2 separate regions of the Macaca mulatta genome follow, and region 1 is linked to region 2. Evidence: chromatin contacts called from public Hi-C data. All regions are on one chromosome and are shown on one strand. Each heading gives the region's core, a stretch centred on a gene start, on an enhancer-like site or on the middle of the called end of the contact. The rest is flanking DNA. Distances are from core to core; before and after follow the strand shown. Region 1 holds the start of CDKN1C (cyclin dependent kinase inhibitor 1C). Region 2 holds the start of IGF2 (insulin like growth factor 2).

Region 1 (7,172 bases), core at 717-3,216, 730 kb before region 2:
CTGTGCGGCCTCCGCGGCTGACGCGGAGTCTCTGCTGATTTTCTCTAACACAGGATGATGGTAGCTACACCCTCTGAGGGGTGTCAGCAGGGCCAATTAGTCCTGATGGTTGGAGTGTGGGTATCCAGGCGCCACTAGGTCACTACCCACTCTGGCCCTTTGCTCCTAGTCTCTGGGGAGGTGGTGGCACAGGGGCATGGAGCAGACTAGACTCTGCCTCTTTCTGCCCCCAGGCCAGTTGATATGAGCCCTGCTTGATGGGTTCGCAAGGCCTGGGGAGCCTTCTTCAGCTTCTCTTTGTTTTCCTAAGATGAAAATTGTGACATCTGTGCTTGTTGAAGGAAATTTGTAAATTGTGCGCAGAGAAGAATATGAAATTAACATAAATTGTCGCGTTTGGTTCTGCCAAGAGCCAAGAGTGGCTCTGGCCCCTCTCCTGGGTTAACACCCTGTCCTGTCCAGTTCGCCCCCCTCACTTCAGATCTCTCTTCCCCAAGACCCAGAAGACCAGCCCTGCTCCCCCAGCTGCATCTGCACGATGTCACAGCATTTCATGGGGGTGGGGGTGTCTTGGGACTCAGAGGAAGGCTGGTTGGGGTTCAGGGGACCTCACCTTCCCTCCCTCCCAGATGTCTCTCTGGCTGGCTCACAGGCTCACCTGAGATAGGGGCTTAGAGCTCATGGGCTGCTGGACCCTCCAACAGGTGTCTGACAGTCCCCCTCCCGACCTGGGAGGCTCCCGGTTTCAGGAGGGGGCTTCCTGCCTCATGGTAAGTGGGTCAAAAGGGAGGCAGCGGGAAATAATGGTCTCTCTTGGTCTGGCCTGGCTGGGGTGAAGCACTGTGTGTGTGTGTGTGTGTGTGCGCGCGCGCGCGTGTGTGTGTGTGTGTGTGCGTGTGCGCACGACCAAGGTCTGTACCAGGAAGGGCTGCAGGCGGGGGAGGGGCATGCTTCTTCACAGCCCCTTCCCCTGTGACCTCGGGCAGATCTTTCACTTTTACCCAGTACAACTGCCTCCAGCTAGCCTGGACAGGCAGATTCCGGGGCTGGAGTGGTCCGGCCCAAGGCTGAGAAGGGCTGGGACCCCCGACAGTGACATGATGGGCTCAGCCTCTGTTCCATCTACTGGGCAGGGTGGACCTCCGCAGATAGCGGCTTCAGACTCCAGCTCCAGGGGGCTGGTGGGAGTCTCTCAAGGTGTCCCACACATGGTCCCACGGGGAAAGAGTGGAGCTGACCCCTGTCCTCCCTCCCGACTCGAGGGCTTTAGGGCCAGCAGGTGTGTGAGGGCTCCAGGTGCGCGGAGCCCTCGAAAGGACACCAGCCCAGCAGCAGCAGGCCGCGCGGGGGCAGCCGAAGACCCCATCCGGCGCAGGCCAGGGCCAAGCTGGCAGCGGCGGGTCCAAGCCCTGTCAGCTGGCGCAGGAGGCCCAGGGGCGAGCGCGGGACGGAGCTAGGAGCTGGGGTCCGGACCGGGCCGGGGTCGAGCTGGGCCTGGCCGGACACTGGACCCGCCGGGAGCCAGCCCCTGCCGCGCAGGGCTGAGGCCCCCGCCTGCAGACAAAGGAGCCGGCGGGGGGCGGGAGCGGGGGGGGGGGGTTTGCAGGGGGGATGGGGCGAGGGGGCGGGGCGTCGCGGTGTCACGTTACCGCCCGCAGCGCCCTTTAACTCCCGCCCCCGCCCCGCTCACCGCCCCCTTCCCCTGCTACAGCGCGCTCGCCCCGCGGCCGCCAATCAGCCGCGCGCCCCGGCCGCGCGCCCCGCCCCTCCCCCGGTGGGTGTGCGCGCGGCCAATGGGCGGTGCTCTGGGGCCGGGCCGCGGAGGGGCGGGGCAGCGGGGAGGCAGCCAATCGCCGCGGTGTTGTTGAAACTGAAAATACTACATTATGCTAATCGCGGCCGGGCCCGCGCGCACGGGGGTGGGGCCCGCGCGTATAAAGGGGGCCCAGGCGGGCTGGGCGTTCCACAGGCCAAGTGCGCTGTGCTCGAGGGGTGCCAGCCAGGTCTGATCCAGCGAGCGAGCCAGCAGGCATCGAGGGGGCGCGGCTGCCGGCCGAACGAGACAGACGAACCCGACGCAGGAGAGTCTACCACCGGACAGCCAGGTAGCCGCCGCGTCCCTCGCACACGCAGAGTCGGGCGGCGCGGGGTCTCCCTTGCACCCGGCCTCCGCCCTCCCCTCCTCTCCTTTCCCCTTCTTCTCGCTGTCCTCTCCTCTCTCGCTGCCCGCGTTCGCGCAGCCCCGGGCCATGTCCGACGCGTCCCTCTGCAGCACATCTACGATGGAGCGTCTTGTCGCCCGTGGGACCTTCCCAGTACTTGTGCGCACCAGCGCCTGCCGCAGCCTCTTCGGGCCGGTGGACCACGAGGAGTTGAGCCGCGAGCTGCAGGCCCGCCTGGCCGAGCTGAACGCCGAGGACCAGAACCGCTGGGATTACGACTTCCAGCAGGACATGCCGCTGCGGGGCCCAGGACGCCTGCAGTGGACCGAAGTGGACAGCGACTCGGTGCCCGCGTTCTACCGCGAGACGGTGCAGGTGGGGCGCTGCCGCCTGCTGCTGGCGCCGCGGCCCGTCGCGGTCGCGGTGGCTGTCAGCCCGCCCCTCGAGCCGGCCGCTGAGTCCCTCGACGGCCTCGAGGAGGCGCCGGAGCAGCTGCCTAATGTCCCGGTCCCGGCCCCGCCGTCCACCCCGCCCCCAGCCCCGGTCCTGGCTCCAGCCCCGGCCCCGGCTCCGGTTGCGGCTCCGGTCGCGGTCGCGGTCTTGGCCCCGGCCCCGGTCCTGGCCCCGGCCCCGGCCCCGGCCCCGGCTCCGGCTCCGGCTCCGGCCCCGGCCCCGGCTCCAGTCGTGGCCCCGGCCCCAGCCCCGGCCCCAGTCGTGGCCCCGGCCCCGGCCCCGGCGCCGGCCCCGGCCCCCGTCCCGGCCCCGGCCCCGGCCCCGGCCCAGGACGCGGCGCCTCAAGAGAGCGCCGAGCAGGGCGCGAACCAGGGGCAGCGCGGCCAGGAGCCTCTCGCTGACCAGCTGCACTCGGGGATTTCGGGACGTCCCGCGGCCGGCACCGCGGCCGCCAGCGCCAACGGCGCGGCGATCAAGAAGCTGTCCGGGCCTCTGATCTCCGGTGAGCCCCGCACGGCCCCGCCCCGGCCCGGCCCGGCCCCGCTTTGTCCGGCCGGCCGGTCCCCCCAGCCCTCGGGGGCCTCGCTGGGTTCCCGCCTCCTCCCGTGGCATTAAAGGGCCCGCAGCGCTCAGGGCGCGGCTGCGCCCGCACCCCCCTCCCCGCCCCGTTGTTATGTCCTCCAGCGGCTTTGCGCGGGCGGGGTGGGAGGCTGAGTCCCGGCCGCGACCCCCCGGGAGCGCGGTCTTCGCCCCTGGCGCGGGAGCCCCTCCCCGGGCGCGGCCGGGCTCCGTGAGCACGGCGCGGAGGGGGTTAAGCGCGGCGGCGGCCCCGGGGGGCTTGGCCGCGGGACAAGGGGAAATGCTTACACAGCACATTGCGCGGCGACGTAAACAAAGCTGACCCGCCGCGGACCTCGGCGCGGGCGGGGACGGCGCCCCCACCCCGGCCGGCCCGCGCCCCGTGCCCTCTCCTGGCCCCCTCTCGGGGCTCCGGGCCGGCCCCGCCCTGACCGGCCGCGCGCGCTGTCGCCCGCAGATTTCTTCGCCAAGCGCAAGAGATCAGCGCCTGAGAAGTCGTCGGGCGATGTCCCCGCGCCGTGTCCCGCTCCCAGCGCCGCCCCTGGAGTGGGCTCGGTGGAGCAGACCCCGCGCAAGAGGCTGCGGTGAGCGAAGTGAGTACAGCGCACCTGGGGGGTGCGGGGGGCTGACCCGCGGGGTCCCCGCCGGCTTTCCTGACCGCCCTTCTCCCCACAGTTTAGAGCCCAAAGAGCCCCGAGGGAACCTGCCGGGGCAGCGGACGTTGGAAGGGCGCTGGGCCTCGGCTGGGACCGTTCATGTAGCAGCAACCGGCGGCGGCTGCCGCAGAGCAGCGTTCGGTTTTGTGTTTAAATTTTGAAAACTGTGCAATGTATTAATAACGTCTTTTTATATCTAAATGTATTCTGCACGAGAAGGTACACTGGTCCCAAGGTGTAAAGCTTTAAGAGTCATTTATATAAAATGTTTAATCTCTGCTGAAACTCAGTGCAAAAAAAAAAGAAAAAAGAAAAAAAAAAGGAAAAAATAAAAAAACCATGTATATTTGTACAAAAAGTTTTTAAAGTTATACTAACTTATATTTTCTATTTATGTCCAGGCGTGGACCGCTCTGCCACGCACTAGCTTGGTTATTGGTTATGCCAAAGGCACCATCCATCTCCCACATCCGGTTATTGACAAGTGTAACTTTATTTCCATCGCGGACTCTGGGGAAAGGGGTCACTCACAAGCTGTAGCTGCCATACATGCCCATCTAGCTTGCAGTCTCTTCGCGCTTTCGCTCGCTCTCTTATATTACTGTGTTTATCTTAAACTTGAAGACAAATCTGTTAAAATGGTTCCTGAGCCGTCTGTACCACTGCCCCGGCCCCTCGTCCGCCGGGTTCTAAATAAAGAGGCCGAAAAATGCTGCAACTCCAGTCTGTTTGTGCTTGTGCCTGCCTCCAGCTCCCTTCTCCTGCACCCCCAAAAGCTGGAGAGCTAGAACGCAGGAGAGAGCAGGCCAAAGTGGGCATCCCCAGTCCATCCAAAAGGGGAAGCCTCTCTCCTGGCTGGGCCTGGCCCAAATCCACCTGCTCCAGTTCCCTTATCTCAGGAGGGGCGGCCGGCCTGCAGTGCACCCTGCATTTATCACCTCCCACCTGCGGGGCTGCAGAAAGACAAGCGTGGGCTTCACATAGCCCCAGCAGGCAGGGAGCACAGCCCCTGACTTGCTGCCCAGACTCAGGCTTGTTTAAAGGAAACCATGAGAAACCCCTCTGCCCCCAGCTGATGGGCTCAGGACCCTGCTAGTTTGAGGATGTGCTGGGGTGGAGGGTGGGGAGCAGGACTCCACCAAGACACATCCAGTCCTACAGACTTTTCTTCAGGCCTTGCACCAGGGTCTCCCTAGGTCTTGCCACAAAACACCCAAAATGTTCAAGGTCTAGTCACACCTGCAGTGGAGGGGGGCAGCCTCGAAGCCTCTGAGGAGAGGGAGAAATGAGAACACAAAGGGGTGGTGCCCTGGAACCAGGAGGGCATGGGGAGGGGTGGTTTCTGATGACCAGGCTTTGGTGGAAGAAGTCGAGGCTGTGTGCCTCCCTGTGCACCCACACTGGGCCCTACCAGCCGACTAGTTTCAAAGCGCTCCCTCTTGGTAAAAGAGACGTTTATTATTTTTTTAATAGCTGACCTATAAACCTCTGAAAATTATGGCTTACAATGGAAAGGGTGACGTAAAATAGCAAAAACAGAACAGCTAGCAGTGTTTTTGCTGGTGCCTTGGGCTAGGAGAAGAAAAGAGCTGGTGGACCCTCATGGGGCCCTACGTGACAGTTGCTGACTTCCCTCCCCGCCGGCCCCGCACTGGGTCAGGGACAAAGGGGGGGCTCAACTTGAGATGCTCGAGATGTATTTAGACATATAATTAACTGAGCCTCCCCCAGCTGCCTGGAAGGGCTGGGCAAGGAGGGCGAAGGGGCTGGCCTCGAGGCCCAGCTGGGGCCAGACTCTGGGAAATGCCCCTGGGACCTGAGAGTGGCAGGTCCCGCTGCTTTGTCTCAGCAACAGGGACCCTCAGCCGATGGTAACGAGGGACCAGACCCATGTAGACCTGGCTTCAACCTTCAAACCTCTCCCCAGTGGAGAAACCGCAGCATTCACCTGTGTGAGCAGCACAAAGCCCTTTCCCTTCTGAGATAAAGGAGGGTGGCAGTGCCTTCTGCCCTGGGCTGGGAGGAGGCTGGACCACGTGCTTGGCAGGCAGTTCGTGGGTGCACAGGGTAACCTGAGTTAACTGTTTCTGGTGACCGATCTGCTAGGGTGGATCCTCATCATCCACAGTGGCATCTGCTTGCTGCCAGGCCTCCTGCTGCAGCCGGGGCTGGTGGGGCTCCTACCTTGCTTGACTTCTCACAGTCCTGGCCCCTGGGCACGGGACATGTGGTTGCCCAGCACCCTCTTATCACTCAAGGGTAGCTTTTTCAAAAGCAGTGTGAGGGCTTTGTGGGGACGTGAAGGTGAGGCCCAGTGCCATTTCTCAGGAGGAGTTTCTCCCCAGGGCAGGAGCTGGCTGCAGGGACCCACAGGCCACCACCCTCCGTGGGCTGCTAGTCACAGGTGGGACTCTGGGCACATGTGACCCAGGCAAGCTGGCCTTTCCTTCTGGGGGCCTCGGTTTCCCCATCTGGGCTGAGAAATGTCCAGGGTTTTTTCCAGTGCTGTGTTATGTGATTCTCATGTGGGGACAGCCATGGAAATAATACCCGATGGCACTGTTTGCAAAGCTCTCTTCTCACCCGTGCTGTTGGGGAAGAGCAGATATGAGCATGCGTCCCAGCCCCCAGGCCTCATCCAAGCTGAAAACACAGGCACCGGCTGGCGGCCAGAGCACTCATGGGTCGGCCGTGTGGGAGTCACACCCCAGCTCCACTGGGGATCCACGATCATCATATGAACTATGACACCAGGACCGCCAGGCACATAGCAATGGCTTTTCCCTGTGCCAGGCATGTGCTAAGCAGGATCAGCTTCAGCCAGGTCCCACCGTGTTCCTTGTTTGAAGAGGACACTGAGGCATGGAGTAATCCACCTGAGGTCATGCTGCTGACCTTGGCAGGGCAGAGGGATGTTGGGCTGGGGTGCTCTGGGACCAGGCCTGGAAACCATTGCACTATCCTGTCCCACGGACTGGGCTGGGAAGACAGGCAGTTGCTCCGTTAATCTACAGACAGTCCAGATGAAGGTGGTGAGGGAGAAGGGTGGATGTGTTGGAGCCAGAGGATGAGGGTGAGGCAGGACAGATGAGGCAGGGGAGGCTGCTTGTGCCAGGGGATCTTGGCGGGCCTGGCCTGCTGGTGCATGTGAGGCCGGCACACGGGCATACATATGGTGTAGTGTAAGGGTGTCTTTTGGGTGTGCCTGCTGGGCCTCCCCCTTCCCTGCCCTGTCCTACTGGTCTCCTGTACCTCCTCGGGCCTGATGGACTAGTGCCAAAGGTTGGATTTCATCAGCCAGCAGTGAGGAGCCCCAGAGGGA
Region 2 (7,386 bases), core at 164-2,663:
CCTGTGTCCCTCTGCCTCGCTGCTGCTCCGCGACCTGCTCTGCACGGCCTGCCCTGGCAGTGGGGCAGGTGGAGCTGGGCGGGGGCCCTGGCGCAGGCAGCCTGCAGCCCTTGGCGCTGGAGGGGTCCCTGCAGAAGCGCGGCATCGTGGAGCAGTGCTGCACCAGCATCTGCTCCCTCTACCAGCTGGAGAACTACTGCAACTAGATGCGGCCCGCAGGCGGCCCACACCCTCCGCCTCCTGCACCAAGAGAGATCGAATAAAGCCCTTGAACCAGCCCTGCTGTGCCGTCTGTGTGTCTTGGGGGCCCTGGGACAGGCCCCGCTTCCGGGCAGTGTTGTGAGCCCCTCCCAGCTGTCTCCATGCTCTCTGGGTGCCCACAGGTGCCAATGCTGGCCAGGCCCGCCATGCAGTGGCTCTCCCCAAAGCGGCGATGCCTGTCGGCTGCCTGCTACCCCTACCCTGTGGCTCAGGGTCCAGTATCAGAGCTGGGGGGGTCGCTGAGAGGCCAGGGGTGGTGGGACCACTGAGAAATGACTTCTTGTTCAGTAGCTCTGGACCCTTGGAGTCCCCAGAGACCTTGTTCAGGAAAGGGAATGAGAACATTCCAGCAACTTTCCCCCACCTAGCCCTCCCAGGTCCTATTTTTAGAGCTATTTCTGTTGGAGTCCCTGTGGAGGGAGGAGGCTGGGCTGAGGGAGGGGTTCCTGCAGAGCAGGGGGCTGGGAAGGTGGGGAGAGGCTGCCGAGTGCCACCCGCTATCCCCAGCTCTGGGCAGCCCCGGGACAGTCACATACCCTGGTCTCGAGGCCCAAGCTGGCAGCTGTCTGCAGCCACAGCCTATGCCAGCCCAGGCCCAGCCAGACACCTGAAGGACCCACTGGTGCCTTGGAGGAAGCAGGAGAGGTCAGATGGCACCATGAGCTGGGGCAGGTGCAGGGACCATGGCAGCACTGGGCAGGGCCTCAGAGCCCACACCTTGGGCACCCTGGCCATAAGGCCCTAAGGATTGCAGCCCAAGAGGACCAGGGAACCACCAGGGCCACAGAGGCAGAGACTAGGGCCAGGGTCCCTCTGTGGACCCTTAGCCCTCCCTCTCCCAGAAAGCAGGGCCACTTGGCTGGCTTCCTTTGCTACAGACCTGCTGCTCACCCAGAAGGGCTGACGGGCCCTGGTGATAAGGTCATTCTGATTCCAGGTCCTTGGGGATCCTGACACGCAGCCTCTTCTTCAGCACCCCTGAGCACAGGTTGGCTCTGCTGGGCATTCAGCCTAGTGGGCAGACGAGAACCCAGGGGCTGCCTGGACCTACTGTGGCCTGGGAGGTCAGCGGGTGACCCTAGCTACCCTGTGGCTGGGCCAACCTGCCTGCTGCCCAGGCCAAACCAATCTGCACCTTTCCTGAGAGCCCCACCCAGGGCTGGGCTGGGGATGGCTGAGCCTGGGACTGGCATGGGCTGTGGCTGCAGACCACTGCCAGCTTGGGCCTCGAGGCCAGGAGCTCACCCTCCTGTTAGGGACCTGGCCACTGGGGCAGCCCGGTCCCTAAAGCTCTGAGCTCACCCCTTCCCCATGACCACATCAGCCCCCTCCACCCAGAGATGTCACAGCCCCCAGCTAGCCCCGCCTCCAGAGTGGGGGCCAAGGCTGGGCAGGCGGGTGGACGGCCGGACACTGGCCCCGGAAGAGGAGGGAGGCGGTGGCTGGGATCGGCAGCAGCCGTCCATGGGAACACCCGGCCGGCCCCTCTCGCACGGGTAGAGACGGGGCGCCCTGCTGGAGCTGAGGTATGTGAGCTCGCGCGGGGCTGGGCCAGAGCAGGACCTGGTGGGCCAGCTGGGAGGCTGCCCACCAGGTGGCCATTGGCCAAGCTGTTGCCCTGGCCGAACCTGATGGCCAACAAGGTCGTAGGGAGTGATGGGCAGAGGTCTGTTCTGGGAAGGGAGGGTCAGCGCTCTGTGGGGGACCATGTGTTGGAGTGGAGGGTAGCAGGAGGAGCCCTTGGGTGTCCAGGGACTCCTGGAACCACCCCAGCCTTCCAGGACTTGCAGAGCAGCTGGCACTGGCTGGTGCTAGGGGCTGAGGAGTGTCCTTTGAGGGGCCAAATTTTCTGTGACCTCTGTCCTGGGGGACTTCTGGCCTGAGGCCTCAGGAGAGGGCAAGGCTGCCCACCCAAAAGAGACGCAGCCACGGTTCACGGAACCCTCAGCTGCCCTGGGCCAGAGCTGGGGCCAGTTTTCACCTTGTTGAGACCCAGGACTCTGTCCCCCAAGCCTGTCTTCTCCAGCACCTGACCCCACCCCCCACACACTGTGTCCTAGAAAAGGTGGACACGGGAGACCAGAACCAGGGCAAGGGATCACCCCTCCATCCCCCCAGGCCCAGTGAGAAGCAGCTGGCCAAGGTGATCCAGGTGGCAGAGAGAGCATCAGACCGAGTTTCCTGTCAGGCACCACCTTGGGCACCGGTGCCCAGATGCCCTGGCTGGGGAGCATGGATGCTCCCGGAGCCCCCAGGTCACCCCATGTGAGCCAGGCCCACAGAGCTTGGCTCTGCAACGCCTGCTGGGCCGCTGCCTATGCTCCGCCCCTTCTGGGAAGTTAAAAGACAGCCCTTCAGTGTCCAGAGACCTGCCTGGCCTTGGAACCTGGGCTCCACACGCCCACCGGGCTGGCAGGGGCACTCAGCTGCCTCCAGCCCCGGTGGTCACCCTGGCGTTGGGTGCATCTAACTGCTCCCCAGTCACAAGGCAACTGCTCCCCAAGGCTCCCCAAACCTGCCGGCCCCCCTAGAAGCCTCTGCCCATTCCTAGAGGACTCAGGACAGCCTGCAGTCCATCCCGCACACAGCCTTCTGTCTGGGCATCCTGCCTTCACATGTGCTGAGCAGGGAGGAAACTCTTGTACCACGTTCCTTAAGTGGAGACTGAAACCTGGAACCAGGCACACGGCACGTGCCCCCACCCACCCAGGACACACTGCGGTGTGGCTGCCTCCAGGCTGGCTCCCTGGATTACGTCTGCTTCTGGCATGGATAACTGGCACCTTTGCCTGGCCGTTGGGGCAGTGTTTGCCTTCCCCTGTCGGCAGCAAATATTTACTGTCCTCCCTGTCTCCAGGCCTGAGCAGACCCTGGGGGGATGAGAGTGGACTCAGGGGTGCTGAGGGTACCCCCCTGCCCTTCAGGTCCTGGTGCCCAGCAGGGGTCCAGCCCAGGGAAGAGAGTGAGGCCAAGACAGGTGGTATTTAAGCCTGAGCTGCTGGGAAAGGTAGCCCTGGGCAGAACTTGGGCGGAACATTGGCCAGTGTCTGTCTCCAGCCAGGCTATGAGGTAGCTTGTTCCGGGATGGGCACCTTTCCACTCCCAGCACTGTGGCCAGGAGCCGCCATTCACAGGTGCGACCAGCAGATGGCATCAGAGCCTCACTTTTGATGCACTCCAGCCACCAGCCACGGGTCCAGGCTCCGGCCGCCACCCAGGGTCTGAGCAGCTGCATCCTGCCCCTGCCCCTGCCGGGCACTCCCAGGGGCTGTGGGGCCTGTGGGAGCCTGTGGGGGCCCTGCCGGACACTCTTGGGAGCTGTGGGGGGCCCTGATGGGCACTCTGAAGAGCGTGGGGCTTAGGAATGAGAGGAGGCATCTGATGATGATGAGGGGGTCCACCGAGGCCCCCGGCCTGCTCAGGTCCAGTCTTGGCCCCCAAGTCAAGCCTCAGGCCAGCTTCTCACTGGCCTGGGTTTCTCAGAGGGCCGGGACAAACGTCCTGGGTCTCTAATATTCCGAGAAAGCCTCTGGCTAGACTCTGAGCCCCACCTGCGGGCCCTAGAATCACAGAGAGCCAGGGTGAGAAGACCAGGGGGACTCTGTCCCATCCTCGTCATGGCTGAGCCCACCGTGGCCGGAGGTGGACCGGGCTGTGGGTTTTGCTGAGGGTCCCCAGGGCCCCTGGGGGCTACTGAGGCTGGAGGCCAGTGGTGGCCAGGGGGCTCCATCCCTCAGCCACTCCAGTCGGAAGGTCGAGTCCTGGTTCCCATGTGAGGAGGGGGCTTCAGGGACTGGGATCTGGGGGCATGGAAGGCCTGGAACTGGGGTCCGGGCAGCTCAGGGTTAGCGTGTTCCCACGCTCCCCTCCGCCAGCGCCGCGAGGAGAGGGAGGTCCACTCTGGAAATAATGTTTGGGGGCAGGGGTAGACAAGGTCTGGGAACGCGGAGATGACACACTGGGGTGCCGCCTCCGCACCCTCCGCCCTTCCTCCCACTATTGTTTCTGGCCTCGGCCGCAGGAACAGCAAGGCAGATTCCTTCGAAAGTGGGGCCGGCCGGAGGCGGTACCCCATCGTCCCTCTCGTGGCCCAGCCGCGCTGTGCTGGCGCCAAGCTCCCTGCTGGCCTCCCACCCGCTCCTCCGCGTCCTCAGCTCACTCCCCTGCTCCCAGGTGGCCCCAGTCCCCACCCCACCTCGCTTGGACTCCCCACTTCCTGCCCATCTGCTGCTGTCGGGTGACATCCTCCTTGACCCCAGGGACTGCTGAGGCAGGCTCCAAGCCTCCCAGTGTCCCTGAGGCTGCCCTTAGAAGCTGGCTTGGGGCTGTACCAAAAGTCACCCCACAGTCCGCACTTTCCAAGGCAGGGAGATGGCAGAGATCTCAGGGTGCCTGTGGACCGAGGACTAAGTCAGAGTCGGGGTCCCTCAGGCCGAGGGAAAGATAGGTGGTGCCTGCCAGGCTCTCCTCACCCAGGGAGGCTGAGAATGTCTAGACCCAGGTGGCTGTGACCCCTGGGCAGTGTCACAGGGCTGCTGAGGGCTGCGCCAGAGCCAGTCCCGCCCTTGCCAGGGATGGAGACCGGCCTCGAGGAGGCCCGGCCCTGGGGGTCCGCAGGCCTGTAGGCTTCGGGGAGGCTCTGCCCCCTGCCCCCTGCAGCCCAGGCTGCTGAGTCATCAGAACCTCGGGGGCGCCGCGGGCCCCACATTCCGCCCAGGCCTCTCTCTGACCCTCTTCCCAGCCCATCTGTGTTTTTGGAAAACAGAGCCAGAGCCCCCCATAGCCCTGCCAACTTGCGGCTGCTCACGCTGGGACTCAAATCGCACCCTTCTGTCTTCAAAGTCCACCTTCACTTCAAAGCTCGGTCCCAACCCAGCCCAGCCTCCACAGGGCCACCACCTGCCCACATCCAGGCCTGCTGCTGCCCAGCTTCGGAGGGACCTTGGGCATCCCCTGATCCTCTCTAGAGCACAGGATCCCTGGCATGGGCCCATTACACACGGGTGGCTGGGTGGGTGGTGAGGACGGGGCTGGGAGGAGATCCTGGGGACCCCATGGTGGAGGCGATGAGGCTCCCAAACCCCGACTCCGGAGATGGCTGCTTGGTCTTCCATTGGGCCCTCCGAGCCCTGACCTCCAAGATGCAAGGAAAGCTTTCAGGGGCAGGGGCGAGTGGAAGGTGGGCTTCCTCCCTTGCCACCCGGGCGTTGGGCCCAGGGCAGATGCTCCATGGGCACTTCCCAACCTAGGCCCAGCTGTGGGGAAGGAGGGAGCAGGCGGCCAGGCTCCAGGTAGGGGGAGGAGTTGCCTGAGAACTAGGGGAGAGAGGGAGGGCTGGGGCACCCCATGCCAGCTCCAGCTGCACCACCAGAGCTCAGAACAGAGCAGGCAGGAGCCAGCAAGCTGAGAGGCTTCCTGAAGGAGGTGTCCCAGACCCTGCCAGCACTGCAGCCTTAAGCATGAGTCCACGCTGGGCTCCCACTGCCAGGGGCACAGACCCAGCCCAGCACTGCCCATGCTGCCCTCGTCAGAGACCCATACGGAGTTAGCACCTGGGTCCTTCCCCCTGGCTGGGCATGGGCTGGCCCTGACAATGAAGAAGGGGTGGCTGTGGCCTCAAGGTCTACAACGGGCTGTGATCTGTGGGTGCCAAGAAGCCACAGGCCCTCAGTGTCCACAGGGCCAGTGAGTGTCCACCCGGGCCAGTGTGGGGTTGAAGGGTGAGAGCTGGCAGGTGGCGTTGATGTCCTGGCTCTGCTACTGGTGGCTGTGTGGCCTTGGGAAAGTCACTTAGCATCTCTGGGCCTTGGTTCCCTCATCTATCAGAAGGGAATCAAAGGAGCCCCTGCCTGCCTCGGCTGCCGGGTGGTGTAGCTCAGTGGTGTCTGTGAGCGGCAGCCCTCGGGCAGCTGCGCCTCTGGCTTCAGTACACACGTGAGCTGCTTTCTGGGCCTTCAAATTACGGGGACAACCCCGCGGGTGTGTTTCGTGTCTGGGCACCACAGCAAGGGGAAGCTGACATGTCCTCCGTGGGAAGTGGCAGTCCCCATGGCTACCGGGCATGAACAGGATGTGCGGAAGGGACCTTTCAGGGAGGAGCAGCTCCCCGAGGGAGGAGCCGGGGGCTGGGATACGGAGGCCTCTGCACATCTTGGAGTAAAACAAGCAGGAGGGGCTGGGTGCGGTGGCTTATGCCTATAATCCCAGCAATTTGGGAGGCTGAGGCGGGCAGATCACCTGAGGTCAGGAGTTTGAGACCAGCCTGACCAACAGGGAGAAACCCCATCTCTACTAAAACTATAAAATTAGCCAGGCGTGGTGGCACGTGCCTGTAATCACAGATACTCAGGAGGCTGGGGCAGGAGAATCGCTTGAACCTGGGAAGCAGAGGTTGCGGTGAGCCGAGATGGCGCCGTTGCGCTCCAACCTGGGCAACGAGAGCGAAACTCCGTCCCAAGAAAAAACAAAAACAAAGAAAATCAAAACAAACAAAAAAACCAGCAGGGGGGGCTCCGAGGTGCCTGCAACACCCAGGTGCCATCCGTGGTCCTGAGGCCCACCATAGGGAAGGGGCCTTTGCAGCTCTTTCAACCCCCAGCCCAGCTTCCAAGGAAGCCCAGGGCAGGGAGAAACCTCAGCGGCACCATCAGAGTCAGAACAGAGGAGCAGAAATGAGCAGGGAGTGGGGCCAGGGAGGCGTCCTGGAAGAGGTGTCTCCTGCCTTGCTGGCACCGAGCTCTCGAAGATGGCTCCATACTGGGCCCCCGCTGCCAGGGATGCAGATCCGGCCCAGTGCTGAAATATGTGCTCCTGGAGCCTCCCTCCTCTTCATGAGCCACAGGCTGTGAAAACCCCAGAGTCCTCCCAGGCAGCAAGTTTGTTTGTTCGTTTGTTTTGAGAGTCTTGCTCTGTCGTCCAGTCCAATGGCGCGATCTCGGTTCACTGCAACCTCTGCCAGCCAGCCAGTTTTCCTGGGGTAGGTGGAGGAGTCTTTGCAGAGAGATCGCCCAGGCTGCCTAGGCCTGCCGCAGAGTTGCTGTGCAACTAGGCAGTGTTTCTGTAGGACCACCAAAAAAGGTTTTGGCCCCCGTGGGTAGGGGAGGCAGGGGCAAATATCACTGGACG

The links. A called contact is a pair of places that touch in the nucleus more often than the background predicts.
Region 1: a Hi-C map of fetal cortex germinal zone shows a contact between it and region 2, with 7 times the contacts expected there. The contact joins the promoter of CDKN1C here to the promoter of IGF2 in region 2. A contact is called at or near these places in 2 of 14 Hi-C or Micro-C datasets (CD4 T cells and fetal cortex germinal zone).

Annotation. Positions count from the first base shown.
Region 1 is chr14:2,788,246-2,795,417 of T2T-MMU8v2.0, reverse strand. It overlaps CDKN1C (cyclin dependent kinase inhibitor 1C), which reads left to right and starts at 1,966. Exons shown (of 4, transcript XM_028833065.2): 1 at 1,966-2,105; 2 at 2,273-3,117; 3 at 3,652-3,787; 4 at 3,870-4,568. The coding sequence starts at 2,283. The coding sequence ends at 3,782.
Region 2 is chr14:2,056,714-2,064,099 of T2T-MMU8v2.0, reverse strand. IGF2 (insulin like growth factor 2) reads left to right here and starts at 1,413. Exons shown (of 4, transcript XM_015113346.3): 1 at 1,413-1,787. The coding sequence starts at 1,602. It overlaps INS (insulin), which reads left to right. Exons shown (of 3, transcript XM_028833049.2): 3 at 61-278. The coding sequence ends at 206.